Regions from separate parts of the Mus musculus genome. Here regions 2, 3, 4, 5, 6 and 7 are each linked to region 1. A link is a contact called in public HiCAR-type, HiChIP or PLAC-seq and promoter capture Hi-C data. All regions are on one chromosome and are shown on one strand. Each heading gives the region's core, a stretch centred on a gene start, on an enhancer-like site or on the middle of the called end of the contact. The rest is flanking DNA. Distances are from core to core; before and after follow the strand shown. Region 1 holds the start of Slc35b4 (solute carrier family 35, member B4). Region 2 overlaps Lncpint (long non-protein coding RNA, Trp53 induced transcript). Region 3 overlaps 2210408F21Rik (RIKEN cDNA 2210408F21 gene). Region 4 holds the start of Mkln1os (muskelin 1, intracellular mediator containing kelch motifs, opposite strand). Region 5 overlaps Mkln1 (muskelin 1, intracellular mediator containing kelch motifs). Region 6 overlaps Podxl (podocalyxin-like). Region 7 holds the start of Podxl (podocalyxin-like).

Evidence for each region. Promoter capture Hi-C pulls out the DNA fragments that hold promoters and counts their contacts. HiCAR-type assays count read pairs that join an accessible place to other places. HiChIP or PLAC-seq counts read pairs in DNA pulled down with a chosen protein or histone mark.
Region 2: a promoter capture Hi-C map of liver shows a contact between it and region 1, with 2.2 times the contacts expected there. The contact joins the enhancer-like site here to the promoter of Slc35b4 in region 1. A contact is called at or near these places in 5 of 39 promoter capture datasets (the 3T3-L1 cell line, embryonic stem cells, hippocampal neurons and 2 more), 1 of 115 datasets of contacts at active chromatin or transcription factors (large pre-B cells) and 1 of 9 other capture datasets (embryonic stem cells).
Region 3: a contact with region 1 is called in a HiCAR-type map of astrocytes, with 3 times the contacts expected there. The contact joins the enhancer-like site here to the promoter of Slc35b4 in region 1. A contact is called at or near these places in 5 of 39 promoter capture datasets (the 3T3-L1 cell line, 3T3-L1-derived adipocytes, embryonic stem cells and 2 more), 2 of 115 datasets of contacts at active chromatin or transcription factors (astrocytes and embryonic stem cells) and 1 of 9 other capture datasets (embryonic stem cells).
Region 4: a contact with region 1 is called in a promoter capture Hi-C map of pre-B cells, with 6 times the contacts expected there. The contact joins the promoter of Mkln1os here to the promoter of Slc35b4 in region 1. A contact is called at or near these places in 5 of 39 promoter capture datasets (the C10 cell line, cranial neural crest, hippocampal neurons and 2 more) and 1 of 115 datasets of contacts at active chromatin or transcription factors (astrocytes).
Region 5: a contact with region 1 is called in a promoter capture Hi-C map of liver, with 4 times the contacts expected there. The contact joins the enhancer-like site here to the promoter of Slc35b4 in region 1. A contact is called at or near these places in 9 of 39 promoter capture datasets (the 3T3-L1 cell line, 3T3-L1-derived adipocytes, the C10 cell line and 5 more), 2 of 115 datasets of contacts at active chromatin or transcription factors (astrocytes and embryonic stem cells) and 1 of 9 other capture datasets (embryonic stem cells).
Region 6: a promoter capture Hi-C map of hippocampal neurons shows a contact between it and region 1, with 14 times the contacts expected there. The contact joins the enhancer-like site here to the promoter of Slc35b4 in region 1. A contact is called at or near these places in 8 of 39 promoter capture datasets (the 3T3-L1 cell line, 3T3-L1-derived adipocytes, embryonic stem cells and 3 more), 2 of 115 datasets of contacts at active chromatin or transcription factors (astrocytes and embryonic forebrain) and 1 of 9 other capture datasets (adipose tissue).
Region 7: an H3K4me3 HiChIP or PLAC-seq map of embryonic forebrain shows a contact between it and region 1, with 12 times the contacts expected there. The contact joins the promoter of Podxl here to the promoter of Slc35b4 in region 1. A contact is called at or near these places in 10 of 39 promoter capture datasets (the 3T3-L1 cell line, 3T3-L1-derived adipocytes, cranial neural crest and 6 more), 7 of 115 datasets of contacts at active chromatin or transcription factors (astrocytes, embryonic forebrain, embryonic stem cells and 2 more) and 1 of 9 other capture datasets (embryonic stem cells).

The regions. Positions count from the first base shown.
Region 1 is chr6:34,175,109-34,179,509 of GRCm38.p6, forward strand. It overlaps Slc35b4 (solute carrier family 35, member B4), which reads right to left and starts at 1,946. Exons shown (of 10, transcript NM_021435.3): 1 at 1,670-1,946. The coding sequence starts at 1,746. Gm13855 (a long non-coding RNA gene) reads left to right here and starts at 1,940. Exons shown (of 3, transcript XR_868963.3): 1 at 1,940-2,114; 2 at 3,097-3,256; 3 at 4,173-4,269.
Region 2 is chr6:31,183,538-31,187,938 of GRCm38.p6, forward strand. The region is part of intron 1 of Lncpint (long non-protein coding RNA, Trp53 induced transcript); the gene reads right to left. Among named protein-coding and RNA genes, the nearest start is that of Lncpint, 33 kb to the right of the region's middle. Within about 2 kb of position 1,869, at least 37 of the 459 cell types and tissues checked have an H3K27ac peak or open chromatin away from gene starts, as enhancers often do. A contact at or near this core is called in liver, where this site is marked.
Region 3 is chr6:31,330,354-31,334,754 of GRCm38.p6, forward strand. The region is part of intron 3 of 2210408F21Rik (RIKEN cDNA 2210408F21 gene); the gene reads left to right. Among named protein-coding and RNA genes, the nearest start is that of Mkln1os, 66 kb to the right of the region's middle. Within about 2 kb of position 2,033, at least 84 of the 459 cell types and tissues checked have an H3K27ac peak or open chromatin away from gene starts, as enhancers often do. A contact at or near this core is called in astrocytes, where this site is marked.
Region 4 is chr6:31,396,579-31,400,979 of GRCm38.p6, forward strand. Mkln1os (muskelin 1, intracellular mediator containing kelch motifs, opposite strand) reads right to left here and starts at 2,195. Exons shown (of 3, transcript NR_040300.1): 1 at 2,037-2,195. Mkln1 (muskelin 1, intracellular mediator containing kelch motifs) reads left to right here and starts at 2,250. Exons shown (of 18, transcript NM_013791.2): 1 at 2,250-2,376. The coding sequence starts at 2,279.
Region 5 is chr6:31,478,050-31,482,450 of GRCm38.p6, forward strand. It overlaps Mkln1 (muskelin 1, intracellular mediator containing kelch motifs), which reads left to right. Exons shown (of 18, transcript NM_013791.2): 12 at 1-7. Among named protein-coding and RNA genes, the nearest start is that of Mkln1, 81 kb to the left of the region's middle. Within about 2 kb of position 2,207, at least 26 of the 459 cell types and tissues checked have an H3K27ac peak or open chromatin away from gene starts, as enhancers often do. A contact at or near this core is called in embryonic stem cells and liver, where this site is marked.
Region 6 is chr6:31,521,229-31,525,629 of GRCm38.p6, forward strand. It overlaps Podxl (podocalyxin-like), which reads right to left. Exons shown (of 8, transcript NM_013723.3): 5 at 3,711-3,864; 6 at 3,442-3,503; 7 at 3,077-3,244; 8 at 1-1,991. The coding sequence ends at 1,794. Among named protein-coding and RNA genes, the nearest start is that of Podxl, 41 kb to the right of the region's middle. Within about 2 kb of position 1,968, at least 23 of the 459 cell types and tissues checked have an H3K27ac peak or open chromatin away from gene starts, as enhancers often do. A contact at or near this core is called in hippocampal neurons, where this site is marked.
Region 7 is chr6:31,561,903-31,566,303 of GRCm38.p6, forward strand. Podxl (podocalyxin-like) reads right to left here and starts at 2,035. Exons shown (of 8, transcript NM_013723.3): 1 at 1,677-2,035. The coding sequence starts at 1,746.

The sequences.
Region 1 (4,401 bases), core at 696-3,195:
ATGCAAAAATGCAGATTTATATATATGTAAAGTTAAATAAGGAATTTGGATTCATTTACAAATTGATCCTAATAAAATTCTAAATAAAAGTTCCTATAAAGAATGAAAAGACTTTATAAAGAGAAAGGAATCCATTTCTGGATACACACAGAACTTTTCTGGACCCTCACAAAAACAACGTACGCCTGCACTGAGACAAATTGTAAGGGAGAAGGCTAGGGAAGTCACCAACGTGAGGTAGGCATTTCTCATTCACCTTCAAAATCCATGGGGATGAAGCTGTTATCACCCACCCCTCTGATGGTTGAGAAAAGTGTTTTAGCCAAGAGCTCACAAGCTAGAACACACAGGTTTCACATAATTTAGTGGCATATTCAATGCAATTATCTGACTTTGTTTCTATAGCTAGCCTGAATATATATCACTTTCTTATTTAAAAATATATTAAATAGATTGAATTCCAAAGTTTTCTGCCTTTGAAGTGTATCCAGAAACTTCTTTTTCATTTTCATCTTCCTGTCCACTCCCAAGACAATCGATCTTCATCAACACTCTGCATAATAAAACGGTAAGCTCTCTAAAAGCAAACTATAACACATACAGACTTGATCATAAATAAACTGCTTACTTCTGAAGGATTCAAACCAACAGTATCAAACAGGATAAATTTCCAACAGACATCACACCATGTTCAAAACTCAAGTTCAAAAATGGAAGGCATCTGGAAATGTTACTGGGCTAGGAGCTTAGACAGATACAGTCCAGCCCATTTTTGCTCTGCCACTTCCAAATAGTGAAAAGATGCCCAACTTTGCATCTGTTTCACTTTCAACAAAACAATGTAACTCTTGGTCACAGGGTTGCCCTAAGCAGTATATAGATAGAAACCTGTAGCTAGTGACTCTGAACTGAGTATTGAACTGTCTGAAAAAGGAGACCGAAGCTCCAAACCTTAAATAACTAACTGGAGCTGTTTAGTCCTAATCGTTTTCCAGTTCATCTCCTGTCTCTTTTCTAACTTCTGCCTACTGAACTTTGCACATAGTTACCCAACGTTATTTGCAAGACACCACACCACAAAGCCAATCCTGTTCCCAATCTACACTTCAAAGAGCACGCTTCTCAACGAAAGACTGTGATGTGCGAAATGCCCAGGGACCATGGTGACAGCTCAGTTGTTATCTGCACCACATCACTCACATATGAGTCTAAGCCAAGTGCTCACAACCATCTATCTCTACGACCAACAAAAACAAATGTTTCGCAAAACATGTCAACACACACACACACACACACACACACACACACACACACACAAAACTTTCTGTGAGAAAAGTTTTGCTCCAGACAGACACGTGTCATTCATTCACTGGTCAGCGAAAGGTGCTAGAGTTGGATGAGTAGTAGTTGGAGAGGGTGCTCCTAGAGACCTAGGATCGGTCACGTGAGAAAGTCTCCAGGCTTCAAACTCCCCAAAGTGTGGCTTGGAGATGCCGACAGCAGCACTCTGGATGTTCCTGTCACCTGGATGCTAACGAATGGAGGAGTGCCAGGGCTGCAGAGTAGCTGACTGCGTGGGTATCCCGTGCAGCGCACTAGGGAGGCGGCCAGGGCTAGCAACCCCGGACCAGCTTCGAGAACCCGGGCGCGGCCCGAGAGGGTCACTCACCGGGCCAGCAGCTCTAGGAAGATCACATTACTGCAGCAGCCTGCGAACACCAGGCCCACCGCGAAGGCCGGGCGCATGGCCGGTGCGGGGCACGGGGAGCCAGCGCGCAGAAAAAGCGCCCTTTCAGTTCGCTACCCTAGAAAATCCGCGCGCAACATCACCACCGCCAGCGGTTCCCTCCCTGAGGGCCGTCTTGATCAACTCTTCCTCCGCAGCTGCCACCGACGCGGCCAGACCAGGAGCTGTAGTTCTCAGTCATACCCGGTCCCATTCATTTGAGGGGGCGTCCTAGGGCTAACCAAACTACATGTCCCAGCAGACCGCGCGCCTTTACGGCAGGCGTGAAAAAAACAGGCAAGTTTCCCCCGAAGGCTCGCGTGAGTCGGTGTCGCACTGCCTTCTGGGAAATGAAGTCCCAATGCTGTTCGTGTTCAGTACCATAAAGGTTGGAATGGGATTCAACGAAATAGCTTGTGTGCTCCCTGTAACTGACTTCTCATTAGAGTATTCTAGCATCTGTAACAACTCACCTGCAACTGAGAGAATGTAGAAATTCCTGTAACATCTAAACCGAATTCTAGGACAACAGCGAACCTAAAAGTTTTGAGATTGAGCCTTGGCTTAAACTGCCTGTTTAGAGCATTGGCTTAGTACTCCACTCTCATCACAGGGGAAGATAGGCCTGTCTTACTAATAGTTGTTGTAGAATAGACTAATACAGTAAATGTATTGCTTTATGTCGTGATTTTTGTAGAGACACTGAACACATGTCTTGTGCTGGCATTTTGCCAGCTTAAGGTGCTCATTAAATATTGAATTTAACTGATAAAAGGCATTCTTTTTGCCATAGTTCTTGTTTCTAGTCTCCTTTGAAAGACAGACATTCCCAATTTCAGAATGCACTAGAGCTTATTGAAAATTCAAAGTTCAGGACCACAAATAAAAATTGTGCTCAGTAACCATCATTTAGAGCATGCAGGCGCCAGGATTCTGATGAGATCTCTGGGTCACAAGTTGGGGAAGCCACTGGCAAGTTAGTTGTGAATCTTGAGGAAAACTTCGGAGTGTTTATGTTTATCCCCTAAATTGCCTCCCATCATGTGGTGTCACTGCTGATGCAATCACACGTATGAAGGGGCACAGTTCTGAGCAGTAGCACTAGTCTTACATAATAGGAAGAAATAGGGCTGTTAATTCATCGCATCTATGAAAAACTGGTCTTGCTAGGTGTACAAACACAGAACACAAAGGCACTGGCCTATGTACATAGTTGATGGTCACCATGCAGTCTTTCTTGCTATTGCTGTTGAATCGGAGTGAACACCAAGAGGCTCAGTAACTGATGCCACAAGACTTCAGCTGAAGGGTAAAAGGCACGTGCTTCCTTTCAACACTTAAATGCTGACGTGAGCATTGTATGTGCGCAGCATATGTCTTTCAGGTGCGCTCAGAGGCCAGACAAAGGCATCCGATCTAGAGCTGGAGTTTCAGAGGTTGTAAGCCATTCCCTGAGTGCTCCAAGTTGAACCTGGGTTCTCTGCCAGAGCAGCCAGTGCTCTCAACCACAAAAGCATCTCTCCCATCCAGGTATGGCCAGTTTTGACTGGAGTGCTTGAACGTTGGCATTCTCAGAGTTTCCCCGGGTGATTTCTGTAGCTGAAGCTGAGAGCTGTTGAGGAAGGGGAAGTACTTAGAGGGACGGAGTCAGTGACATCAGTAGGTCATCTTTAAAGTGTCACCTCAGCCTGATTAAACTGAAATCCATAGGGAATGGAACCCAGGATCATCTGTCATTGAAACTCCAAGGCTGGGAAGCCTCACTTTGACTTAGTTCAGTTCTCAAGCCTGGCTACATGATAGAGCCACATGAGAGACTTTAACAATTTGCTGAACCACGAAACTAAGCCCAAAAATATCAGAGCCACTGCCAACCAAATAAGGAAGACACCTAAGTTTGATGTCTAAGCGGTGACATCTGTAGATGCTTCTGGCTAGAGAAAAGCTGAGCCTTAGCTCTGATTGGACTGGAGATTATTTCACGGCACACAAAGCTTCACTTCTCATCTACCGCTCCCATGCACACACCAAACTTGGAAGTACTTGAAGGGCGTTCTAATCATCTCTTCCTGAGTCTCAGATAAAAATCAAAACAGACTTAAGTAAATGAACGAAGAAGGAGTCTGAGTGTCTGCATATGCTCTGGATCTTCCTCCGTATTTCTGTCTTAACCTATCCCAGTTTTTAGTAAGAATATATTTACTATACATATCGATGACCTGGGCTCTTGTTCAAATGCTGACTCTGGGTTCTTCTACAAACTAAACACAGGTTAAACATTTCTAACAAGCTTTGAGTTCGTGCCAGGTCTCCTGGTCTGTGGGCCACACTCTAGTGAGTAGAAGACTATTCATTAACTCACTCTAGAAACTGCTCTATTCCTGCCCTCACTGGTTCAGAGAATTCAGGCCAACAAAACTATCTGTGAATTCCTTCTTCTCCTTAGCCTGCAAGCATGCTAAAGACCCAACCAGACCGAACCAGCTAACCAACCAGCCAACCAGCCAACCAGCCAACCAGCCAACCAGCCAACCAGCCAACCAGCCAACCAACCAGCAAAAAGCCCCACCAAAGCAAAAGAAAGAAAGAAGTAAGGAAAGTTTATTTTTCTTTTTCTTCATTTTAATGACAAATGTCTTCAAGTAGTAATGAATATTCTTAGTCTACTTTAAAAT
Region 2 (4,401 bases), core at 619-3,118, 3.0 Mb before region 1:
GTCTTCAGAATTGTCCCTGGGGGGATATACTGGTTGGTTACACAGGTCCTGGGGTCAATCAACAGCACTAACAAGGAAACACACACACACACACACACACACACACACACACACACACACACACACACACACACACGAAAAGCTACCCATGACACCTCCCTAAACCCCATTAACACATCCTCTTACATTGCTGGTAAGGTGTGTGATCTGGCCTCAAGTAGCAGAAAGTATTATTCATGTTTTACTGCTATGGGCAGTCAGTAATTAATGTCTGTATGAGAAATACATGGCAGGCTAGGATGCTTTTAATTTTTAAAATGGTTGTACCCTAGGGTCTTATTGCTCTTTTGGTATGAAGAGAAACCACGACCAAAGCAACTCTGAAGAAAGAAATCACTTAACTGGGGACGTGCTTACAGTTTCAGAGGTTTAGTCCATTATCATCCTGTCAGGAAGCATGGTGGCAGGTGTGCCAATGATGGTGCTGGAGAAATGGCTGACATCCTGGTCTTCAGGCAAGAGGGAGCCACTGGGCTTGGCATGGGTTTTGTGAAACCACAAAGCCAAACCCAAGGAACACACTCTTCTCCAACAAGGCTACACACTGATCCTTTCAAACAGTGCCACTCCCTGGAGACTAAGCATTCAAACATCTATGCCTATGGGGACCATTCTTACTCAAACCACAATACCTAATAATCCAAGAAGAGAGTGTTCTTAAAAGAAACTGCCCTTCTGTGATCACATTCTCTCAGATGGGCAATTGGCTACAGTTGCCCTTCATATGCAGGGAGGAGCTGGGTCTGCCCTATTTCATTTGTTATGAATGGTTAAGCTTCTTTATTATAAAAACTTGCATTAAAAAATATATGCTTTGAAAGACTGAAGATGGTCTTTGCTTTCTTCAGTGCTTTATCCTAATCATCAAAACAAAATGTCTGCACTGGAGTCATTGTCGTTGGAGCAAGGAGGAAGGCACACTATGGAGACGCTACACTGCAATGTCTAGGAGCCCTCACAGGGTGAAGTCAGAGGAACAAGGGGTTGAAGCTCTCTTCAGCAGATTTCCAAACAGCCCAGGGCCAGACCTCAGGGCCCAGAGTTCGTTTCTGATCGCCTGTCCTGTGCACCTCCCAGTTACCTCCTAGAGAACCCAATTCACGCGGTGTCCTGGGCCTGTTATGTAACTGTGGTTGAAGATATTTTTCACTAGACTCTTTAAACAAAGGTTCACGTGACACGTTTCTGCTTGAGTTTAGTTCCAGGAAATGTTTGGTTTCTGCAGATGTTTATGTGCTTCTGGTTGTCAACACACACAAACTATGCAACTCTGTGTTTTCCTTTTCTCGCTTTAGCAACTAGAAAGCCCCCAAATCAAATCTGTTCACCAATTCTTCCCAATAGAATGGCTTAAACTTTGTTTTTTATAAACCTATTTTACCTTTTGTCCTGAAATATGCTAGTGTCATAGTGGCTTATAAGTTCTAGACTAAAGTAGAAAAGGGGAAAGCATTGCAGTGTGTCTTGCACTAAGAAGGATACCTGCTAAGAATTCAATTTGTTGCCTAAAAGAACCCTTTTCCAAAGAGACACAATATAGCCCTCTTGCCTTTTTATGCAAACCCTGTCCACAGCGCTTGACTGAGACACAAATATACTCCCAGCTGAATTTCCCTAGCAACCCTGAGAAGCCTGAAGGGTTTTGTCAACTACATCAGTGAGAGTTCTTTAATTACTATTTTGAAAATTAAAGTGTTTTGGAAAAGCCAGCTAAAGGGCTTTCTGGCAGGTGTTCTTAGAGACTGGGACTAAGCATACAGATCTACAAGCCAAGGGACTACTTCAACTGTGCCAGAACTTTGGCTCAACATTCCCTGACAGATAAAGCAAAAACAAAAGAGAATTGATTACGAAGTTATCCCTAGGGATGCTGGGAAGTAAGTCTCAGTCTAACTGTGACTTGTCTGGTTCCTATCTGAGAACAAGCTTTTCTAGCAGATCAACAATAAACTGAGGACTGCCCCTGGGGGCATGCTTACTCAGACTTCCTTGTAGTATATATTATATATGGTACAAATGCAAAGCTCTGATAGCCCAATGAAATAAATAAAACCCAGACAGTGTGCAATCAAACTTCTTAACAGTATTTTTCAAATATGGTAGCCACAGAAAGGCTTGATGAACTGACCAGGAGTGTGGACTGAATCCAGGGCCTCATACCACTGAGCTATATTGTGGCAAAGGATTTTTAAACAGATTTAATTTTAGTAACTCTTAATAGTACATACCTACATGCTGGACACGGTACAAGTTTTTGGTAGAATGATCATTTTGAGACTAATAAATATTAATTAATATATATCATACTAGTTGGGGTGTGTGTGAGCATGCCTTTAATCTCAGCACTTAGGAGGCAGAAGCTGGCAGATCTCTTAGGAGTTTGAGGGCGGCTTGGTCTATACAGTAAATTTCAAACCAGCCAAGTCTTTACAATAGCGCCTTGTCTAAAAGAAAGTATGGATAGTTATGTAGAGGTATAACATTTTGAAAAGATAATATAGAGTGCTAGCTTTATATTTAGATGTATAGTATGTATAGTTAGCACACCTGTAGCTCTTCTATTCATGGTTAAAAATCAGAACTTGAGGGCAAATGTTAAGTCAGCTCCAGTGAACATGGCCATTGTGTCTTGTTTTGGACACCCATGTGGGATTCAAACTACACCGTGAGCCAGCCAATTACCAAGCTCCCCCATACCCCCCCACAGCGCCCCCCCCCCACGGCCTCACACATGGACGGACACACACACACACACACACACAGCCACCTGGCTCGGGAATCCTGGGAGGAAGCAGAGCACAGCAGCAGCAGAGGACTCGGAGGGGAGAATACTGCTTTATTTAAAGGAAAGTTTCAGGTACCTCTGTCTGTGGGAGGGAGAAGTCCACATGTCTGTCCATGAGCTACTCTCCTCCATCTGGATGGGTACTGGGGGAAAGGGTGATTGCAAGAGTAGGGACCTAACATGCTGGTTTGGAAGCCTTGTGTTTCAAGCAGAAAGCAGGGTGTTCTCTAGTGGCCCCAGGCTGTGGGCAGAGTTACCATGAAAGCCAGAGTAAGAGTTCCTTCCTTCTGAAGCTCAGAGTTGCAGCATCCCATCAAGAACTCAGAATCCACACACAGTTCCTCCCGTACCACATACACGTTTATACAACAAAGGTCACATTTACCAAGCATGCTAGGCAACACGGGTGACTTTCTCATCAAGGTTTTATAGACGTGAGCAGAATATTAATTCGGGTTAAATTAAGTCCTTAAAGGGACAGTTAATGGTTTTGTCATTCTTGAGCTACCTTCATATTTAAAAAATAAAGCCTGACATAGTAGAACAGAAAAAGACATGATTAGAGTCATTTAAGAGCTACAACGAATTCAGTGTTTAACTGTTAAATGAAGCATTTTCTTTAACAGCTAGAAAATGCAACACTGCGGATTATTTAATAATACAATAGAAGTCTTAATAAAAACAGTTAAAATGGCAAGAGTGAGGGGCTGGGAAGATGGCTCAGTTAATAAGAGCATGAGGGCCAGAGTTCAGATCACCAGACATGACAGCCAATCATGTTGATAGCCCCAGTACTTTCAGAGCAGGGAGAACAAGAGGCCCATGATGGGCAGACCCAAGGCTTCCGGCTCATCTCACAACATCTGTAACCTTCAGAAGACCTTGTTTTAATAAATAAGAGACCAGGGAGATGCCTGATGTCAATTTCTGGAGTCTACAAGCGCACACACACGTGTAAACATATGGATGCACATACAACATACGCACAAAAATATACAAAGGAAATGCAAACATGCAAATGACATCTCTGGGTGGTAACTTTCTATAGGAGATGTACAAAGAGAAACTGTCAGGATAAAGTAGGAGTCCATCAGTGTTCCTGGATATAAACAATAGACAAAAATAGTACCTCGTAATTCATGTTGAAAGCCATTTCATAGAATAGGACTAGCTTTCACTTAACACATGTTCATGTCTGTTCAAAAGACACTTTCTAAGAATAAGGAAATAAATCTTCAAGAGTTTTACAGAGAAAATTACAAGGTGGGCAAATGAAGAAATCTCCTCTTTGTGGTTTAAAGAGTCAATGTCCCTGCTTGAACCTGGACACACAGACTTTTAGTTAAAATCTCTACAAAGTCCTTCAAGGAGCATGGTAAACACAGCCCCCCCCCAAAAGCCTTTAATACCTTGAGGAGAAGTTAAGTAATATGCCTCCCAGAAATTATGGATGTATATTAAACAATGATAAATAAAATGTTAAGGACAGATAAAATGTCAGAGAACGCAGAAAAGTTCATTACTTTAAAGTTTCCTCTGTATCTGTTTTATGTACG
Region 3 (4,401 bases), core at 783-3,282, 2.8 Mb before region 1:
CCAGTGAACTCTGAAAGACTGTTAATAAGCAGAGCTGCCAAAAGTGATTTAAGTTTGGGAAGCTAAGTTGGTTCCTTCAAAGCTTTAAGCCTAAGCTGTTCCCTGTCTTGCCAATCTATTCAACTGGGTCACTTCGTTCAAAGGAGACCAGTTAATACGGACTGAAAATTGGAGAAGGCAGCCGTTGGTGAGCTTTGCCAAATGCCTTCCGCTTTAGCGGTTCACAGGAGACCTGGAAGGCTGTTTGCATCTAAGTGGCCTTGACTCTACAGAACCATCCCATTCAGCAAAGGTTTCAAGTGTCTTCGAACACGCCTGGCTTCTAAATGCTTGTATGGAATTCAGCCCTTACCTGAATTTGCATTTGGAGTCTATGTATTCCGTGTTGTCACTCATCTCCTAAGGAGGCATTCAAATGAGTTTCCCTTTTTAAGATTTTTTTTTCTCTTTTTTTTCCCAGATGACTGTTTACTGCACAGGCCCACCAGCATATCCAAAATGTCTTCAGTCTCTCTGTCTTTCAGGATGAGCCCAATACTCCCTGGTAGAGCCTAGCATGGCAGAGGCCTTGGGTTTGATCTCCAGTGTAGACGAATGAACCATTTCTTCTTACCCACGTGCAGCTCTGACGACTTTTCTCTTTATTTTCATCAGAATAAGCCTGCTATGATCAGCACACTCAACACTCTCCAGCACTTCCATAATTATCAGACAGATGGGGTTATAATGTTATAAAACAGCCAGCATTAAATACAGGCAACATGATGGTGACAGAAAAGTAGTTAGCCAAGGCTGAAATTAACAACAGCCAACCAACACTGTTGCTGTCTGTTGGGGCCAGGGATGCTGAAATTCTATGGCTTTTTTTTTTTTCTTTTTTTGAAAGGTGACAGGTTGCCAAGCTGCCAAGAACTCCTGCCTCTGCTCATACTGCTCTGCTGAAGTACATTTGCGACATCAACCATCAAATTACATATAAATATGTAATCAACTAAAGTTATTTATAGCTAGCTCAGTGGGTTTACGTTGACGGAATGGGCTGAGGCTGCCGGTTTGATCCTTTGCCACTTATTTGACACATGAAGAAAATTCATCACCTAGTAGTCTGTCCCTACACTCGACCAGGTCACAAAGCTGTGATCTTCCAGAGACCTGGTTCTACTGTGTAGGTGGACAGTCATATCATTTCAGGTACAACCTCATATGGCAATGTAAGTACTAACCTTCAAAACAATAATCAGCCTTGGAATCTTCCATCTCAAAACCTCAATTAGCCATTCACAAAGGAGAAGATGCCTTAGTCATATGTTTAGAACCATTTTCAATATATTTATAAGCACAGGTTGGATCACAGTGTTCTCAAATGTAAAACACTTCTTTAAAAAAAAAAATCAAAAGAGCTTCCCCCCCCCCTGCCCCGCCCCGCCCCATAATGTACTAGAAACCTAGAGGGTGGGTCCTGGTTCTGCTCACTGCCTGGGACCTGATGACAATCCCTGCTGAGTTTGTGCCCTGAGATTTGCCTGCAAGCAGTTCACTGTTCCTGGAGGATACTACACGGCTCTCAGAGCACAGAAGGCTATAGATTCACAACCCAACTTCTGGGGGTAAGAAGAAGATGGAGAAGGAGAAGAAGAAGGAAGAGGAGGAAGATGGGAAAGGAGGAGGACAAGGGGGAGGAGGAGGAGGAGGAAGATGATGAAAAGGAGAAGGATGGGGAGGAAAAGAAGGAGGGGAGAAGGGGGAAGAGGAAGAGAGGGAGAAGGAAGAGGAGGAGAAGGAGGAGGAGGAGGAGGAGGAGGAGGAGGAGGAGGAGAAGGAGAAGAAGAAGAAGAAGAAGAAGAAGAAGAAGAAGAAGAAGAAGAAGAAGAAGAAGAAGAAGAAGAAGAAGAAGCAGCCCTATCTCCCTCTGTTTGAGGCTCTGCTACCCCTCCAAACCCAAACCATCATGTATGTCCCTGGCCTCCTAGATCTGGCTTGCAGGGCTCCTTTGAGGTCTACTCCCCACTGCTTCTCTCTCCCAGTCGAGCCTTGTTCGCCCTGTTCCTCTGAGTCAGCCCGTGAGTCATCTCACTCATTAGCCGAACGAATGCCTCTCTAGCCCCTGAATCTCTTTTGTTTCCTTGCATCTAACTGGTTTTCTGGCAGCCCCCAAATCCAGAAACAACCTTGAAGCTGGAGGGTGGCTTGCTACCAAGATGGTCTGCTCAGTGGAGAGGCTGGGAGAGGGCAAGTTGAATTAAGATGGAGGTGCTGGTGTGTACACTGTGGCCTCGGGGTGGGGGTGGAGGCAACTTCAGTGCCCAGAATCCATGCCTCTGTCCATTCATAGGACGGCACAAGATTACTAGATCTTGGTGTCCCCCACCCCTGCTCCCCACTTCTTTCTTTTTTAAACAGACTCTCATTATGCAGCCCTGGCTTGTCCAGGACTTGCTGTGTAGATCAGGCTGGCCTCAAACTCACAAAGATTTGCCTGCCTCTGTCTCCCAAGTACTGGTTTGAAGGGAGAGCAAACCACACCCAGCTACCCTTTTCCTTCTCTTTCTTGTCTTTTTGTCCTCTCCTCCCAACCCTCACCCCTCTCTCACACACACACCTTTGGATGATACCAGGAGAAAGCTTATGGACTGTACTAGTGATAGACAGGCAAAGAGCAGTAAGTATTCTTAGACCACATGTTGTTTTTTCTCCAGTTCCTGCAGGCGTATCTTTCCGTCACAGTTCTCTTGATGTTACATCCCACGACGCTTCCCCTCCTGAAGAGGTGGATGGGAAAGGATGTGTGAGAGATGGGGGGTCATCCTAGTTGAGGCCTCCTGGGTCTATCCAGATGCCCAGTGAAAGGATGCTAATAAGAACTCTAAATTCACTTGTTGGAGCAGCGGCACCATGGCACCTTTATTAATTCATTAATCTTAAAGCCCTTTGTAAAGTGGAGAACATTCGACTTGGCTGAGTGTGACACTTTTCATTAAATCCAGCAATTTAGTTTCGAAGGGCTCCTTGGAGACCACCTGCGCATTCCATCCCGGCGGCAATGGCAGAGCACCTGTGTAGAGTGAGCCTGGCAGAGGCTGCCCTAGGACTGCACTGTAAAGCCTGTGCGTGCAATCACTGTAAGATCTGTGCATGCAGTCACCCGGGGAGCTAGCTGAGATGCCGGCTCCAGTTCAAGAGGCCAGATGGAAGGCAGTCTAATGCTCATCTGTAAGTTCCCTGGAGGTCCCGCTACCCCAGGGGCCACACATGGAATATACCAAGACTCCAGCGGCTCTGCAGAAAGCAGAGCAAAGCTTGCTCGTTCCTTGAGAAACAACCTGCAGGTTAGGGACACTGCCCTCCACATTCCTCCTCCTCCTCAGATGACGACATTTGTCTACCAGGCCCAGACAATGCTGGACTGTTCCTTCTGAGGCTGCCAGCTCTTTTCTGTCTCCACTCTCAGTCGGGGGTGTTAACATTGAGAGATTTAGGTTTGGGATTAGTGCAGGAAAAAAAATGGTTCCATAGATTTTCAGCCTTGACTGTGAGGTCTCATTTAGCTCACGTTACCCGGAAGCTTAGAACACATACGTAGGCAGAACTTGAACAACAATAAACCATTTCTTTGATTGTTACAGGGAGTTCTTTGCTTATTATTTGGAAAGTCAATCTTTTGCTTATTCTTTCTACTGGATTTTTTTGCCTTTTAATTATTAACATATTTAATTATTAACTTAAGATAGCCCTTTGTTACAATAATCAGGAGAAAAATTCCGCCCCTATATATATATTTTTTTACTTTATTAATCTCAGAGTTTAGAAACTTAGCTTGTAGGCAGACATTAACTTTCAGGTTGATTTATTCAAGCATGGTGACACACACACACACACACACACACACACACACACACACATAGCTGCTGTGCTCAGGAAGCTGAGTCAAGAGAGTGATGTGTCACCTGAGGCTACCCATGGCTATCCAGTGAATTCTAGGCTTGCCTGGACTACAGGGCGAGCTCCTGTCTTTAAAACGCTTTCTCTTTGTTGCTAATCTGAGCAAGCCCTGTTGCAGTACAGTCCATCTCTGTGAATAGAAATATTGAAGATGACTGCACATCTTGGGGACTGTTAGGCACGAAGAGGAAGTACCTGTGGGCCAACACAGGCCCTGCTAAGTTTGCTCCCAGAGCCTATAGTAATCTAGTAGCTTTACCGAGCCTCATGCAAGGCACAGGTGACAGCTTTTGACAAATGCACTTAGTTTGCTTCTGGAATATAAGCAAACACACATTTATTACATTGATTTGGCACTTGCAGGGACTCTCTGTCGTGTCCTTGGTTCTGATGGTTCTGAGAATCACAGGGTACTGTTGGAGGCTGCCTATTAAGAGCTTCCTCTGTTAGAGGAGCCTATGA
Region 4 (4,401 bases), core at 945-3,444, 2.8 Mb before region 1:
AATGCGTGGTTAGTGTCATGGAATAGAGTGCTGGTGCGGAAGGGTGTGTGTGTGTTCGCGCACGCATGTGTAGGGAAGCAGGAAAAGGAGAGAGGCTGAACACTCATTGAAGAGCTCACTGGTAAGCCATTGATAATGGAAGGGAAGAGAAAGCCACAGAGGAGCTGAGCATGGTGACCCCCGTCCTCAAGAGAAGCAGAGGTAAGAAGTACTCTGCAAATTCGAGGCCAGTTAGGTTTACGAAGTAAGATTCTGTCTTGAAAACAACAACCATGACAGCTCTCCCCTCTCAAACAAACAAACAACTGCAGGAAAGTCTAACACTTGAGAAGAGTTGGTTTAAAGCTGCATGGCGGGTGAGGTGAGGAGAAGCACCGAGTAAAGCTGGGAGCTGGAGAGTGGCCTCCCCAGGGAAGGAGGAGGTCATGCCAATGGTCATGCCAATGTCCAGTGCCAAACAGTCACACCTGAAAACGTAACTCAGGTAACATTATACGGACTCAACCGGTTATACTGGAGAATAAATATTTATATACAAGTACATATATGCAATAACAATTAATGAAAAAGGGGCCATAAATTTGAATAGTAGGGACAGCTATATAGAAGGTTTGGAGGAAGGAAAGGGATGGGAGAAATACTGTAATTGAATTACAATCTCAATAAGAAGAATTGGTTTATATCTGTTTTTCACATTATATAGTTGATCAGGAACTATACAATTCTCTGCCTGGAAGAAAAACAACAACAACAATAACAACAACAACAACAATGACTTACTAAGATCCAAAAAGAAGAGGAATTAGCAAATTGTGGGTCCTCTAACTGGAGTGAATCCCCATCTTATCTTCTCCCTTTTAGAAGACAATCTTTCCCTCCAAGATAATTTCTCTGTAACTAACTTCCTCCATGGTAGGCAGTTATCTAACTGAAGTCAGTGGGGTTAGAGCATTACCTCAGGGGTCATTACCTCAGGGGTCATTACCTCAGGGGTCAATACCTCAGGGGTCATTACCTCAGGGCTCATACTCATTCCCAACAAAGTCTTAAACACTGAGTATACTTGTGGTCTAGCTGACATTGCTAGTGGTATCATAGTAGAGGCTACTGCTAAAATTTCACCAATGGAAACGAAGCCAATAAAGAATTGGAGAGATTTGATGGGCCGGTTAACGATCATAATCAAAAAGAGTAAAACTATTGGATCATTTATTGAGATACTCTTTGCTTGAGTTTTTAATATCCTCTGGTTGACACAATGATGCAATCCAAACTTCCAGGAGTCCAACCTCTTAGGCAGGGAGTGACACGATTTTGGGTGATGCCGCTAGGTAAGCAAGGGCATATTTATAACCCTGACAAACAGGTACTAGACAGGAGCATTATCTAACTTTGCCACCTATTTAGGCCAGATGTTCCTTTTGTGATAAAAAGCTGGAATGATGCCTGCTGTCAGGCTTCATGAACAGTATGTATGTTGGAGGTGGGTGGGGTGTACTCATTATTCCTTCTGAAGAAGACGCGATCTTTTCTCAAACATCTCTCTCTTTCCAAACATTTGGGCTAAATTTATGTTAAAATTCAAAGCAAGCAGATTTAATGCCGGAGACAAATGATGGCACACAACTTTCCAACTCTGAGCATCTTCCTGGTATGTGGGCGAATGTCATTTCTGGGTACAACGATGCCATCAGAATATTAGTAAGAGAGGCCGACAAGAAATGTTTACAGACTGATAGCAGAACACACTAGCTGTTCCTTTATCTTGCCTCCACCTGACCCTTGAACACGGTGACAAGGACATTTTTACCCCAGGTCAACTGCAGAGACAAAGGCCATACGTTATTATTGCACTTCAATTCTCCTCACCTCTGTTTCCGGAGAGGATTTATAAACAGGCTAGAGCAGTGGTTTCCAAAGTAGGAAAGATGGAAAGATATTCCCTTCCCAAGCTCATCGAATTTTCCCTTCCTATTCTAGGAGACGTTTCTTTCTTTTTTTTTTTTTTTTCAAAATGTCCTTGGCTTTGTCTTTACCTGAGCTTGTATGAAAAGTCCTCTGTGCCACTCCTCTGCCAGCCTCACAGGAAAGGAAAGCCTCCCTGGGAGGGTCAGCTAGGAAAGGACAGCGTGGGAAACCCGAGGAAGCGGCCTCCAAGCAGCCAGTGCCGGCCCTGCGCGGTCGGGTTCCCGGCGCGGCCCCTTTAAGAGCAGGCCCCGTCCCCGCCCTCCTCCTGGCGGGGCTGGCGCTCGGTGGTGGCCGCTACGGTGCTGACAAGATGGCGGCTGGCGGGGCTGTTGCTGTGGCGCCGGAGTGCCGGCTTCTGCCCTACGCGCTGCATAAGTGGAGCTCCTTCTCCTCCACCTACCTTCCCGAGTAAGTGCGGGGCCCCGCGCTCGAGCTGTCGGAGCCGCTCGGTGAGAGCGCGGCCCGCCAGAGCGTGCGGTGTGGGGAGCGGAGCCGAGAGAGGCCCAGGCGGGGCCTGTGACGGGGAACGCGCGGCCTCCGGAGCTTCTCAGTGCGGCGGCCGAGTGCTCCGGCCTGGCGGGCCGAGGCCGGGCTGAGGGCCCGGGAGCGAGCTCCGGGTGGCGGCGGCGAGGCGGGCTTGCGCAGCGGGAGGTGAGGCGGAGCGGAGCGGGGCTCCGGGCCCGGGCCGCGGGCGAGCCTCCCCCGCCGTCGGAGGTGGTCAGGGCGACGACGGGGGCCCGGTCCTTCCCGGACGGCTCGGACAGCGCCGGAGTTCCTGAGCCCGCAGTAAAAGTGCTTAGCTCTGCACGAGTGGCGAGAGAAGTTGGGGAGTCCATCCGCACCCTGGCGAGAACTTGGAGGACTGGCAGAGGGGTGTCTTGGCTTTTTTTGGACGGGGGGGGGGGCTGGAAGTTCTGAAAAAGATAGGGAAGGAGGGCAGGTCTGGGGGCGTGCGGCTTGCCCGAGGGCACCACCAAGTCAGCAGAAATGGCCTTAGGAACACAACGAGGAACGGGTGCAGTTTTCCGTTGCTATTCGAATAAAATTGCTACATCTCCGGAGTGTCCTGAACAGGGAGTGTGTTCCATTCGTATTTTTAAAATTCCTCCCGTTTGTTCAGATTGGATTTCTCGAGTCCAGTCGGTCAGGACTCTGGAAGTTGAAGCTGCGGGTGAAGAGTCAGCCTCCGCGGACTGCCCACCTGCCCTCCTCCTAGTCACCAGGTCAAGGGTTGGCACTGAAGCCTTGTAGCTCCCGCCCAATGAAGGCTGACCTGTGGTCTGATCTGGCCGGTTGTGGCCTGTTGATAGCTGGTACATGGCCACATCTCTGATTGATATTGGAACCCAGCTTTTAATTTGAGGGTGAGCTGGATAAGCACCGACCTTCATTTGAAGTGGACTTGTGGCTGTTCATTCTGTAAACCTCTGTTTTTTTGTTTTTTGTTTTTGTTTTTTTTTGGTAGTTTTTTCTTTTGGAGGTGTGTGTGTGGTTGTTTGTTTTGGAGGCCTTTTTAAGGTTGTTTGTTTTGACTGACTCCTTTGAATCTGAAGATAACATTTTTTTTTGTGTCTAGGTTAGAGAGTTGGTGGTGTGTCACTAACTACCTCGAATGACTTTTTCCACCCCCAGGTCTTTGGTTAGATAACTTACACTTTAGGTTGTCTGCCATCGCTTTACCTTCTGGTGTAGGCATGAGACTGGGATAGCCCAAATCCCAGTTGCATTACCTGTTGTATGGGCATGTTAAGGAGAGAGGCATTTCTAAAAGGAGTCTTGATCTGGTGGGATAGTGGTTTTAGTCAGCCTCCAGTTTGGAGTGGGGACAGCACCTGCTGTTCCAGTTGGACTGCAGCTGGAAGAAGCCATTGCTATAGCTTCCTTAAGGCCACAGAGAAAACAGTTTATTTGCACTTAGTACTTGCACTTAGTGTATCTTGTTTAACCACAAAGACATTTCAAACATATAGTATAGTTTTAATTTTAAAGCCCTTTAGAGTTAAGCAGTCCGGAGTGAAGGAGTGCAGATGAGCATTAGGAAGCTTGGGTTTGAGAACTTTGTTAGGCAGGCTGGTGTGTGTCTGCCTTAGTTGTAAAATTCTTGGTTCTGAACTTAGGTTAGCAAGTATACGTCTTTGTATGACAGGAAGTTTAAGAAAGAGATTGGTTTCCCCGCCCCCTAAAATGACCTCTAATGGGGTGAAACAGTGGAAGGTATTATGAAATGTCTCAAGCAGGTGTGATTTTTTTTTAAGGTCTAGCCAGCTATTTGTTGAAATTGTTCAGCAAAGAACAAATATTTATTGATAGAAATCTAGGCATTTTGGGGTGATGGTAATAATTACAAAAAATGGCAATTACTTATGCCTTTCACATGCTAATCTTTATGAATACTTCAAGTGTTTTAGCTCATTTAAACCTTAACAGTCTTCT
Region 5 (4,401 bases), core at 957-3,456, 2.7 Mb before region 1:
GGAATGGGTAAGAATATTTCTTATGCTGTAACTGCTTATTATAGAAAACTAATGTCCATTTTCTTCTCTTTATAACCTTCATACTTTCTCTACTTTAATTGAAATAATTCTAAATTAAAGGTATAAAACTGTCTAATTCCACTGTTTAAAAACACGTGATTTATTCTTCCTTATTTTAGGAAAGTAGACTGTGTTAATTTCTGAAGTAAGCGTGTGTGTCTGGGCTTCCTGGGGCAGGCTTTGTGAAGAAGCAGCGTCTGAAGAAGCATCCGCACTTGCAGATGCCTGTGGTCACTGTAGTGACCTGTAGGTGAGACAGGAGCACAGTGGAGTATGACTGCTCTGCCTGGCAAATGTGCAAGCTTATCTAAATAGGCTCTCCTAGTCAGAAGGTGGCGCTCTACCAACCAGGTTCATGTCCATTGTCCTGGCATGATTAGTAATACACTGCACACACTATTTTTAAAAGTCACATTTTGATAATTAACAGTTAACCCATACAGTAATTGCTTTACCTGTGATTACTATATCCAGAAGAGTAGATTTGATTAAGGCCCAGTTTGGCACTGGAGTTAGAATTTAGATCAGCTTGTTTTTCATTTTAACTGCCATATAGAAAAGGGACTCTCTTATCGATGGTCCTTTTACAAAATGAATTTAAAGTACCTAAGTTGGAACTGGGAAGGTAGCTCTGTCAGTAAAATGCTGCTACACACGCTGAGAACCCAAGTTGAGACCACCAGCACCCATTGAAAAGCTAGGCATGGTGATGGGTGTCTGGAACACCTGTGCTGGGGGAGTGAAGCAGCCAGATCATCGGAGCTTGCTCAGCAGTCTAGCTGCCTCAGTGGGATCCTGTCTCAGATAATCGTAAGGGAGAGAACAATAGAAGAAAACATCCCTGTGTTGACCTCTAGCCTCCACAGGCACCAACAAGCACATGTATTTGCACGCGCGCACACACACACACACACACACACACACCTTACCACCCCACCTTAACCCCCACAAACACTTACCACCCCACACCTTAACACCCCCCCCAACACACACACATCTATATCCACACACACAAATACATATGTTGTTGTTGTCATTTATGGGCACTATGTTAGAGTAACCCTCTTTTAATTAAAGTTGTTTACATAGAAGAGGAAAAAGACTGGTCTGGTGAGATGGCTCGGTGGATAAAGTCCTTGTGATGCACACCAGGTGGTCTGAGTTCTATCCTGGGATCTTATGATGGAAGGAGAACTGTGTCCTAGAAGTTACCCTCTGACTTCTTGCAGACATAATGTATGACAAGTAGCCTATCTACTCACACACAATTGAAATAAAAATCTCAAAGAAGAAAAGTTATTTTCTTTAAAACGTAACACTAAAGGAGAAAATGTAGAGTCATTTGGCTCTCAGGATCTGTACTCATACCCTCCTTACTGGAGTTCAGGCTAGAGGTTTGTTTGCTGTGTTCTGTTCTTTGTGACTACCAGTAAAATGGACAGTCTTACAACCTAGTCTCTGATTCATTGGCCAGGGCTACAGACCTGCAACCCTAGAGTTTTCCCAACCGTAAAGAACAAAGTAAATGGAAGATGTGGAAATAAATATTTGAAAATTTCTGCAGACCCAAAACACTGATCTTCAGATTGTAAATGGCCCTCTACAAATAAAATAAAATAAAATGAAGTTAAATTTCAGAAAACCAAAAGGTCTCCTTGCCAGATCATCAAGGCAGATCATTGTGTATTAAGGTGCATTTTTGTATTCTGTTAGAAAGAGGACCTCCTAAACTCTCCTAGAACAAAATGAGTTGCACTCAAGGAAACAGGACTTAGAAGGACATAGAAACTCTCAGTGCCATTAGATACTACAAGATAAAGAAAATTCTTGGAAAAGTTACTAAACTGGAGATACTTTTGTAGCCAAAATGGTGAAGAAAAAAGGGAAGTTATTTTTAGATCTACTGGGTAAATCCATGTTTACGCTCTAGACCTACCTCTTAGCAGTTTAAACAGTTGCAGAATCATCTCTCTAAGCACAAGAAGTCCAGAGTAGACCATGAGCGCTGATGCAGTGATTCAGCCCCCAGGTTCCCTCCTGTGCTGCACTGTCTTTAGTAAAAGTGGTAGCTATCTGGAGACAAGTTCAAACATGCCTTTCCTTCCAAAGGTGGCCGGCAGGGATTGCAAAATTTGTCCTGACAACTCCCAGTGGGATTCTGCTTAGATTTCATTGGCTAGAACTGTGAAACCAGGGTTCACTAGAGAGTCTGGGGAAGCATGTGTTTCGGGTATGAAGCAAAAAGGGTTGGAAATAGCAGTTATCTCAAGATAGGAAACTGATAGAACTTTTATGTACTATTTTTTTAGAAAGATACTTTATATACTAACAAAACAATAAGTATCAAAAGAGAAAACACAGAAGCTTTAAAAAAAAAAAAAAAAGAAGAAAATCCAACATAGAAAAACAAAGGGGGATTTCCAAGATGTGGCCCAGTGAGCACCAGTGTGGCACAGGGGTTCTAGATCAAAGTAGGCTTTTAAAGATTTATTAATTGATTGTATCCATGCATGTGCTCAGGGCCTAAGCTTCATGCCAGCCGCAGCAGCTGTAGTTATTTCGACCTTACTGTATGCTAGATTATCTTTTATTGATGGTAAGATCCTGATAATAATTGAACATAATTCAACTACATGGTGATAGAGCCAAGACTAAAGATTTCACTGCACTGCACCACTTCCCAAAACTGAACAAAAGTCTCACAGAGTAATAATAGTGGAAACAAAGCTACTTAAAAAATTTTTATTGTAATAAATTTAATGGTTATAATCTGAAAACATTTAAATTTGTAACAATTATATAGTCATTTGCAACATTGTTATCTTTAATCAGTTATGACTACCATTGTGACACTTCTCTTGTGCCTTTTTTGTTGTAACTACAAAGGTAATAATCTCATGGTTGAGATTCTAAAACAATAACAACAACAAAACCCAGAATGATACAAAACAATCCAACTATTCAGAGATAATCTATTAACATTTTGATGTATCACTTCCTAATCTTTAAAAAGGGTGATTGTATCCAGTTTTGTTTTCTGACATTTTAAATTTTACATAGGTTTCTTTTGGTGATGATTTTTCCTTTATCATAGTTTTATTGCTATGAACTTAAAGTAATAGAAAGGCAAGTTGTCTCATTCACTAGTTATTGCATTTGTCAGTTCTTCCAAAATTAAAATTACATGTTTGCTGTGTATTAATTTTTAATTGGTTTACAGGGAATTAACCACACAAAGCATGCAAATCCATTCATTAATTTAACAGCATTTGCCGGGCGTGGTCTAGCACTCGGGAGGCAGAGGCAGGCGAATTTCTGAGTTCGAGGTCAACCTGGTCTACAAAGTGAGTTCCAGGACAGCCAGGGCTACACAGAGAAACCCTGTCTCGAAAAAAAAAATTAGCAGCATTTGTTGATTGTTTACTAGCATTTAAGGTTTATTAGACCCCCTCTCTTCAAATAGTTCATTGACTTCCATTTTCCAAAGATTGTTTTAAGCACTAAGGATCTACATGAGGACCCCAGGGATTAAGCTAACTCAAAAAGTTCGTATTCCAGTGAAGACTGGCTGCAGTTGCATCCTTAGTGCTGTGAAGAAAAGAAGTTGTATGCTTTGCTAATGTGTAGCATGAGAGAGGCACCCTTAATACACTGTAGTTTGGGAAAGCATCTCTGAGGAGGGAATGTTTACGACTGGAAATGAGGAGGAGAGAATTAGAACCACCAAACAATGATTTTTCTTCCTCCTGAATAAGTTATTGTAAGGTTTCATTTCTGGGTCTAGGTTGGATTTCTTTTGAGGATATCTCTGTTAAGTATGCATTTTCAAAGTGGCTGATTTTTACAATGATCCTAAGAATTTCATTGCTCAAAAAGTTCCAAACTAGAATATTTATTGTATGTTCAGTGTTTTACTGAGAACTTTTCTGGCAGAGTTGAACATCTGGTTTGAACTAGCTGGTAAATGTGCCCACCTAAAACTTGAAGAGTTATGCTTGGAATTGAAGAACACACAGACTCAGTTGACCTAACAGTTAAACTGAAATTAATATTTTACTTCTCTGTTTGGTTTTGGGGCTTCCCAGCCATTCTCTGCTGCATTACTTATGAAGGACAGAGCCATTTGCTTTGCTTTGCTTTGCTTTGCTTTGCTTTGCTTTGCTTTGCTTTGTGTATGCGTGTGTTTGTTTGTTTGTTTGTTTGGTCTGCCCCCATCTGAACCTGCTCCTTCCCTCTCTTCCCCCTTTCCTTTTTTCCCTTCTTTCCTGCTCCCTTTCTTATGCCTTCCCTTTTTGTCCCCCCCCCCCCCGTTTATTTTATTTTTACTTTCTTAAAGAATTG
Region 6 (4,401 bases), core at 718-3,217, 2.7 Mb before region 1:
CAGAACCTAATGCAGGGATCAAACAGACCTAATTCCCCCCCCCCCCCCAGTTGGCACTGTTCCCCACACTCCCCTGCAAACCTTAGAGAAGCATGCCAAGGGGCTTGTTGAGTTCTTCTTAGCCTTTTTTTCAAGCTCCTGTGAAACTCACTAGGAGCCTTCCCTGACTTCTGTCAGCCTTTTCTTTCTCTCTAGTCTGTATCTCAGAGAGACAGTGGTAAAGATGGACTCAGGCAGAGGACACCTGTCTGCCCCCCTAGCTCCCCTTTCAAATAAGCTGCTCCAAACCAGACAGTCCTGGGAACTTATACCACAAGAATACAAACCATGGGCCTAATTCAAAGCTCCACACAGGGCCCCTTCCCCTTTCTCAGGAAACCCATCATCACTATGCTGGGCCCTCGCAACCTTGGACATGGCTGCCTGACACCGCTGAGCCTGGACAAATCCTGTGCTAGGTACTAGGCATGGTTTTATGTTCCCTGAGAGGCCATCAGAAATGGGACAGCTGGAATGCCACAAAGCACACCAGACACAAAAGCCTGGCTCCGTGCTGGGAGAGTAGGCCAAGGTATCTTAAAACTGCACAATCTGGGCCTTTCTCCATGTGGCAAAGGAGGGTGCAAACCGATGGAATTAGCTCACAGTCTCCACGATCTGAGCTTTGGCCTTTGGCAGTAAGGAGCTGGCGCACACACACACAACACACCACAGCACACCAACCCAAGCTCTCAGCAACTTGAAAAGTCCCTGAGCTTCCTGTGGAATAATAATAATGCCTGGTAGGTTAGATCGATTGTCTACTGAGACACATTTGCCAATCAGGGACCAGTTGGGACCCCAGGACATATCTGTTCCTAGACAACTGCTATGTGACACTAGGTTTTGAGGAGTCACCCACTCAGCTGAGCAGTGAACAACAAAAAAGGAGCAGAAGCAGACGGCCAGAGGAGATTTTTGAGAAGTGTCTTCTAGGGAGTGTCTTAAATGATAGGCCAGTCTCAGTACAGAATCAGCTGCCATGAGGAAGCTATTGGGGAAGCCATCAGAGCATGAGATGCCTTTGCCTGCCCACCCACCCCTTAGGCAGACTCCATTAGATAGTGAGGCCTGTGAGTTTAGTCCCAATCCCACTAAGAAAGGCAAGGAAATCAGAATGTAGAACAAGAAGTTCAAAGCCATGCCCTGGGAAATAATGGGACTAAAGACTAACTCATGAGAGGTGGGATACAACAAGCTAGCCGAGGCCATGTTATAGGAGATGGAAATTGGGGACCTGTCCTTGAGACCATAGAGGCTTGGTTTTCTTTTCCAGCCTGCCCACCTGCAAGTGTCTTGTGCCTTGGGGAATGGGCACAGATGAACACAGTAGTGTGTCTGGATGCAATTAAGCACCAGACTGAGGGAAACAACCTTTGTCACCAAAGGGCTGTGTGGCCCCGTGCAAGTCACCTGACCTCTTAAGGCCTCAGTTATGAGATGAGAGGGTGCCGTTCCTGGAGGAGCTCCAGAGACTCGCATGGCGTTCTCCATCTTCCTCCTGCCTTCCTGCTCTGGGCTCAGGCACAAGTAGGTTATTTTACATGAGGGAACTAGACAGAATGTGACTTTGTTGAACTTGAAAAGGAAAATTAAGGCCCTGTAGGGATTGTGAGGAGGGAGACAACCTTCGGAGTCCATTCTCCCTCCCCAGTCTTTCTGTCTTCAGGTGGGAAGATTTCCCCCTCCCTGTCCAAATGGCACTTTGGGTGGTCTGGAGCTCTGCAGTGCAGTTGGGGTGGCCAGCAGACAGATCAGAGGTGTGTGTCTTCCTCCTCATCTAGGTCATCCTTGGTCAAGTTGTCCAGAGGGACGATCCAACTGTCCCCCAGCTCCCCATTAAGGTTGACCACCTTCTTCTCCTGCATCTCAGAAGGAGTCTCCATCACTTCCAAGGTTGGGTTGTCATGGTAACCATTCTCCACTGTCTGCAGCTCCTCTGTGAGCCGTTGCTAAAATGGGGACAATAACACAGGAAGACGGCAATTTTGGAGTGCTGTGAGCTTTAATATGAAACATTTCCCCATTCAACCCAGGGACCTCAAGTTGGCCAGATTAAATTCCCGTGGTTCACTTGTGGGGGCAGAGACCACCCTGGCTACTAGCCTGACCATCTCATGAGTACTCCCCCATATCCTAAAATTACCAGCTGCTTTCTACCTTCATTCCGTGGCAGTCTGTGACATCATGGAGAGAGATTTCTGAAGACATTTTGTCCTTGAGATCTTTTTTCTCTTCTCCATCCCTCTCCATAAAAACCTCTGTTTTTCTACATCATTCCATAATAAATAACAGAGAAGAACAACATAAATAAATAAGTAAACAAACAAGGCTCCTTCAGAGCAGCCTGACAGGACTTTTCAGTGGTCAAGGTGAATAGGGTGGCCCTTACAGATGTGCAGACAGTAGTCTGTGCTCTGAGATCCAGCTGTGGATACACACTGCCATCACTCATGCCTCGGTCAATGCACGAGGTCAATAGGAGTGGGAACTGTCTTAATGCTCTCATTAGTTTACAGCTAGGGTGGAGACCCACAGCAGAACAGCACTGTAAAGTTGAGACAGGGTCCTGCTGTGTAGCCCAGGCTGACCTCCAACTTGCAATCCCCCGGCATCAGCTTCCCAAGTGCTGCCATTACAAATGTACGCCACCACTACACCAGAGAAGATGTGGTTCTAGTTGGTTGGGTGAAAGAAGCTTTTTTAGAGCAGCACTTGCCCAAGGCCATATATGATATATAATATATTTAGGGATCATATCCCCTAAGTCTCCAGAACAGGTCTGCAAGGGACCATCCCCACTATGCAGACGACAAGGCTGTAGACTTATGATTGACTTACAGACATTGACTTACAGACACGGCTTAACCCTAGTGTTTCTGCTCTTGCTTCCACATTTGAGTCTCCAGCGTTAGAGACAAGCTAGCTTGACAGCGGGGACAAGAACCTGTTCGAAGGCTCCAGGCCCACTCCTGTGGAGGGACCGAGTGAGAGACACATTGGGTAACTGGGCTACCTAGAGTAAGAAAACACTCACCTGGTCCTTCCTCTGGGAGATCCGCTGGTGACAGCAGCCGTAGAGGGCAGCAACAAGGAGCAGGAAGGATGCCATGCAGACGATGGTGATGATGAGCGGCAGGCTGAAGCGGTCCTCATTGACCTCTGGAGGCCCTTCCTTCCCCAGCTTCATGTCACTGACTCCGGCCTGGCCAAGACACAGAACTTAAGTGACAGAAAACGGGAGTCCAGACCGTTTGTCTCCACTCCAGTCTGTGTGGGTCTGCTGCTGCTATCCTACCACCCGCCCTGTTCATATGTCTGCCTCCTGCATGCTTATACTATCAAAGGAACTCCTCACCAGAAGGCACTGGGCTTAGGACAATACAGGGCAAAGCTCCTTACCTCTGTCAGGTCATCCCATCTGTCCTTCAGTAGCTCATACACGGCCTTAGGAGAAAGCTTCGCTGTGGGAGAGACAAGAGACAGATGCTGCCTCCAGGGTCCAGCCCAGAGTGAAATGTCAGGGGTAGAGGGGGTACCCAAGGGGAGGATGTCCCTCGGGTCTGCTGGGATGGTGGCTGGCTTGTATAGTCTTAGGTGCCTCCACCCCTAACCATCCTTCTGTGGCACTCCCTCCCACACAGGGTCCGGTCCCCTCACCCTCGACTCACTCTCGATAATGATTCTCTTCACTGCCACCGCCTGGTTATCTAGAATAGGGGCCACATGTAGAGTGCACAAATCCTCAGCTGGCTTGAAGGACGCTTTGACTGAGTGACACAGCAGTTCCACGAGTTTCTCTTTCTCATCCAGAGGGCTCCTTTCCTAGTGTACCGAGAGCACAAGTGATTCCCAGGCTTTGCCACAACAGCTCGGGCTTGTGAGGCTGCCCCCTGCCCGCTCAGCCTGCAACAGTCTCTTCTCCACCCTTCACTGGTGCTGCTCCCACGTCGCCAGGAATTAAGTTAAGGACTCCCAGGCTGGTCCTTAGCCTCTCAGTCTCGTTCTGAACTCTTTTCCCATCCCCTCAGCCTGGGCATCTTGTCTGCATGTCACCCCCCACCCCCGAGGCTTCCCCTGTCCTCCCTGCAAGGTTCCTAAGGCTCTGGACCCAGTGGCTGTATTATCATGCCTCAGCTGGGAGTGGGATTAAACAGGGTACAGCACTCCTCCATTGCCAGGGGAGAGAGGCAATCCCGGGATTGAAATCTGCCGTTCTCCAGCCTCTTGTTGCCACCTCAGGCTGATAGGGAAAGTGAGGCATGCAGAATAGGCAGAAGGGGGTTCTGGGGGTGTCCACAGGGTTACTTACACAAACCTAAGCCCAAAGAAGACGGAAACAGGGCTTTAGGGATGATGCTG
Region 7 (4,401 bases), core at 785-3,284, 2.6 Mb before region 1:
GCCAGACAAGAAACCCAACCTTGCCGGGGCGTGGTGGTGCACGCCTTTAATCCCAGCACTCAGGAGGCAGAGGCAGGCGGATTTCTGAGTTTGAGGCCACCCTGGTCTACAAAGTGAGTTCCAGGACAGCCAAGACTATACAGAGAAACCCTATCTCAAAAAGGCCAAAAAAAAAAAAAAAAAAAAAAAAAAAAAAGAAGAAGAAGAAGAAGAAGAAGCCCAACCTTGATGTCCAGGGACCCGGTTGGGAGCAGTTCACTGATGGCTTCCAGGGATCTCCCTTTAGCCTGTATCTTCTCCAAGCTTGGCTTCTATAAGATTGGAATCACTGTGGACTAACTAGCTCATCTGGCTTTTGAATGGTACTAGGGGCTCCCCCTCCAAAAGACTGCATGTGAAGACCATGAAGTTGCCAGGGCACTCTACAGACTTGTCGGTCCTTGTTAGACTGTGGCCCTCCAAGCTCTTCCCATCTTCCTCGAACTGCACCCCTCCTCAAGGAGCACAGGCCCTTCCCCCAATGGGAGTACTCTTCCCTTCCAGGTCCCGTTGGAGTCCCAGGCCACCCTCCGGAGGTTTAAACCTCCATTCCCTGAGGACCAGCCCTCGCCACCCTACCATCTCATCTCTCATTGTTCTGCAGAATCCTGTTCCCCCAACACTAACTCCCACAGCAGCAGAGTCCCTTCCCCGCTTGGGCGGTCACCACTGTACTTCCGACTCTGGAAAGCCTCCCTTCGCTACTTTCTCCCTGCAGCTACCTGCTCAAGATAGGCTACTCCGTTTATGAAACCTGCCTCTCTCTCCTGGGCTGAGTCTCTCAGCTGTTTGGCAGGGACTTTGGGACACCTGCTCTGGTTATGTTTGCAGACACTGCCTGACCTCTCAAACAGAAAGTAACATTCCACCTTCAGAAAGAAGGTAGTGGGATCGTCTCCAAGCTGGGTCTGATGGGAGATGGGTGCCCGAGGTATTACTAAGACACAACTCAAACCTCATTTGTGAAAGAAATTTCTTGTTTACACAAAGGGGTGGGAGGGGCCCACCATCCTGGCCATGCTCTGAGAAAGAATCCGGTCCTTTGGCAACATGAAGGCAAGGACCCCACTGAACCAGGCTCTGGGACCCTGGAAGGAGCGCTTATTCCACCCGTCCCGGGACAAGCTTAAGAAAAAGCGCTTGCACAAGAAGTACGCTACACGCGTGGGCATTTAGGGATTTGAGGTCAGTTTCAGGGGCTCCTTCTTGTGGTCCCTGCCCGCGGCTTTGCTTAGTTTCAACGACCTCCCAATACGGTCCCCTAGTAGCCCCAAACACGAGAAAGAGAAATCGCATTCTGGTGGTCATGCGGGAATCTGGGACCTCCCCACAACCCAAAGTTTCCCCCCCATCTCCAGCGAACCCACCAAGTGCCCCCTTTACAATCTCACAACCTCCGGCTCACTCTACACCAGTGAAGACTAGGAATAAATCCACGATCTGGCCCCGCACCTGCGGGGTTCTCCAATTTGGAGGGGGCGTGGATGGTGCCAAGGTCAGGACTCTGCGTGCGGCCACGCGGGAGAGGCTGCAAGCGGTCCGACCACGCGGTGCAGCCGGCTTCCCAGGAGCCCCACCAGGCTTGGGGCGGAGGGGAATGACCAGGGGTCCCGGCAGAGCCGCGGCTGTCCACTCACCATTATGGGAGTGAGATGCAGGCGACAGTAGCAGCAGCAGCAGCGCGGAGAGCGCCGTAGTGGGAGGCATGGTTGTGCTCGCCCGGGGACTCCGAGCAGGTGGCTGCGGCGCTGGCGCAGGGTCGCGCGTCCGGACAGCGGGAGCGTCGGCGCCGCTCCGGGAGGCCTGGCGACGGCCGCGAACTCCGGAGTCGCGATCCGGCCGCTCCTCCTGCCTACCGCAGAGCTGGGCTGGGACACGGAGCCAGCAGCGACGAGCGAAGGTGTCTGCGGCCCGGGCGGTGTCTGCGCCGCTGCGGCCCCGCGCACGTTGCTGCGAAGACTCCCGCCCCGTCCCGTCCGCGCTGGCCTCCGCCCCCTCCCCCAGGAGCTCGCCCACAGCGGCGGCGGGGTCGGGCGGGGCGGCGGCTGGGCGGGCGCTGGGCTGCGAACAATAAGCAGAGGAGGAAACTCCGCCCTGGAGCGCGGCGGGCGGGGGAGCAGGGGCTGGCGGTCCCGGGCAGTGCGTGTGTGAGTGAGTGTGTGTGTGTGTGTGTGTGTGTGTGTGTGTGTGTGTGTGTGTGTGTGCCTGTGAATCTGTGCTCACGCTGTGTATACTTGCCTGCGCGCGCGCCAGGGACCCTGTCAGACAATCAATCCATGCCGCGGATGTCCTACACATTGCTTTTGCAGGGGATCAGCCCGGATCCTCCATAATGCTACCGCCCTTACAACGCAGGCACAGGCCCCCCCAGTCTGGAAGTTCCGATAAGAACCGACCCTTCCAGGCCCCCAGACCTCAGCGCCTTCCTGCGGCAGAACAAGGGAAGCAGGTCCCCTGCCCAGCAGGTGCCTGGATCTCGTGCAGTCCCCAAGTCTGTCCTCCGGGATGAGCCCCGTACCATCTGGACGGGTTTTTGTTTTTGTTTTTGTTTTTGTTTTTGTTTTTAACCTCTCCCACCGATGTACAAATGGATGCGACTCTTTTAAGGCAAAAATTTCAGCGCTTAATTCGTGCGCGTCTGTGTTCTAAGTGCTTTGCACGTATTAATTCGCTTGCTCTTCACGGCAGTCACATTTTTAAGCCTCGTTTTGCAGACAGAAAAATAGAGTTAAAAAAATAGTTTAAAAAGTTGTTTAAGATCCCTTAGGTGGTAAATAGCAGCCTTACTTCTGAGATTAATCTGGAAAAATACTTTGCACAGAGCCCGTAATACTGTAATTGAGCCATAAGAAATAATATTGCTGAATAAAAAGCAGCAATGGAGATTTAAGGGCCTCGGCGTCAAATCCAACCTGGGCTCAAAACCTAGTTGGGCTAACTCACTCTGAGTGCTTTGATTCTTTACATACGAAGAACAAGGCTAACAACACTTCCAACAGCTGCTGAGACACTTGCTTGGGAGACGCACTTAGCGTAGGGCCAGAACCTTGAACAGCCTTAATGAAAGAAGCAGCTTTCGCTCGTGAGAAACCCATAGACCTGAGGTGGGAGATCGGAATTGGAGAATCTCATAAATGGAGAATCTCATAAACCCGAGTTTACTCTGTGAAAGGACAAAGAAGCTCGCATCCTATTCGTTTGGGGAGGCGGGGAGGCTTTGCGGGCTGCAGACTCAGTGGAGTCCCCTGCAGAGGTGGCACTCTCATCTCGGGATACAAAGCTGAAGGGGGAGGGGAGGCTGACACGGAAAGGATATGGTGAAAATTTGTCACACATGACTCCTGGGTTGCTAATCCGGAGTCTTTCTGTCAGATGAGCCTAAGTGGAGAGATTGTTCCCGGATCCCAAGGACCGTGGACCTTATGAATCTCTCAAGTGGGCTATGCGCAGGCTCATCGTGAAACCGCTTAGGAAGAGTAGGGTTGGGGCGTCCTTGCAGCGGGCCTCAAGTTTGAGAAGAGCTTCCAGGCTGTCTTTACTAGGAAGTTTCTGCATGATCGTTCTGGCATGGTATTCCACGCCGCGTATGGGAAAGACAGAGGGTGTTCCCTGTGAATACGCCGGTGTGTGTGTTTATGTGTGTCTGATGGTCTTTTTTTTTTTTTTTTTTTTTTTTTTTAGCACTGTTCTCCTCGACAGTAGTGCCAACAAAAGGCTTGCTTCTCAAACCAAGCAACACTTTTTCAAAACTGAGGTTGAAATTTTTGTTTTGTATGCTCTCCGATGAATTGTATGCTCTCCGATGAATCATGCCTTTCACTCAGCGAATCTATACAAACTCAAAAACAATCAATACTAAATTCGTGGATAAAGTCTGGGACATTTTACATTCACATGATTTCAGATTGGCCCCACTATTAGATCACACATAGTTAAAAATGACAGCAAATATCTAGACTTAGGAAGTGGGGTACTTTTTGCAGTAAAAACTGCAAAGTCAGAATTGTGGTTCCCAATCTCCAGTACTGACAGGACCCCCCAATTTACTTCCAGAATGAGGCCAACAGAAAGTGCTCTTCTCAGCTGGACTGAAGCCCTGGTTCATCTGCACAGTGAGCTTGCTGGCCTGGAACACAAGATTGTAGCTGCAATGCAGTGCCCTTTACTGATGCTAGTCCACCATACTTCTGGAATTCAGTACACATTCTCTCTCTCTCTCTCTCTCTCTCTCTCTCTCTCTCTCTCTGTGTGTGTGTGTGTGTGTGTGTGTGTGTGTGTGGTGTGTGTGTGTGTGTGTGTGTGTGACCAAACCCAAGGCCATGTGCATGCTAAGCAAGCAATCTATCATTGAACTATACTCCA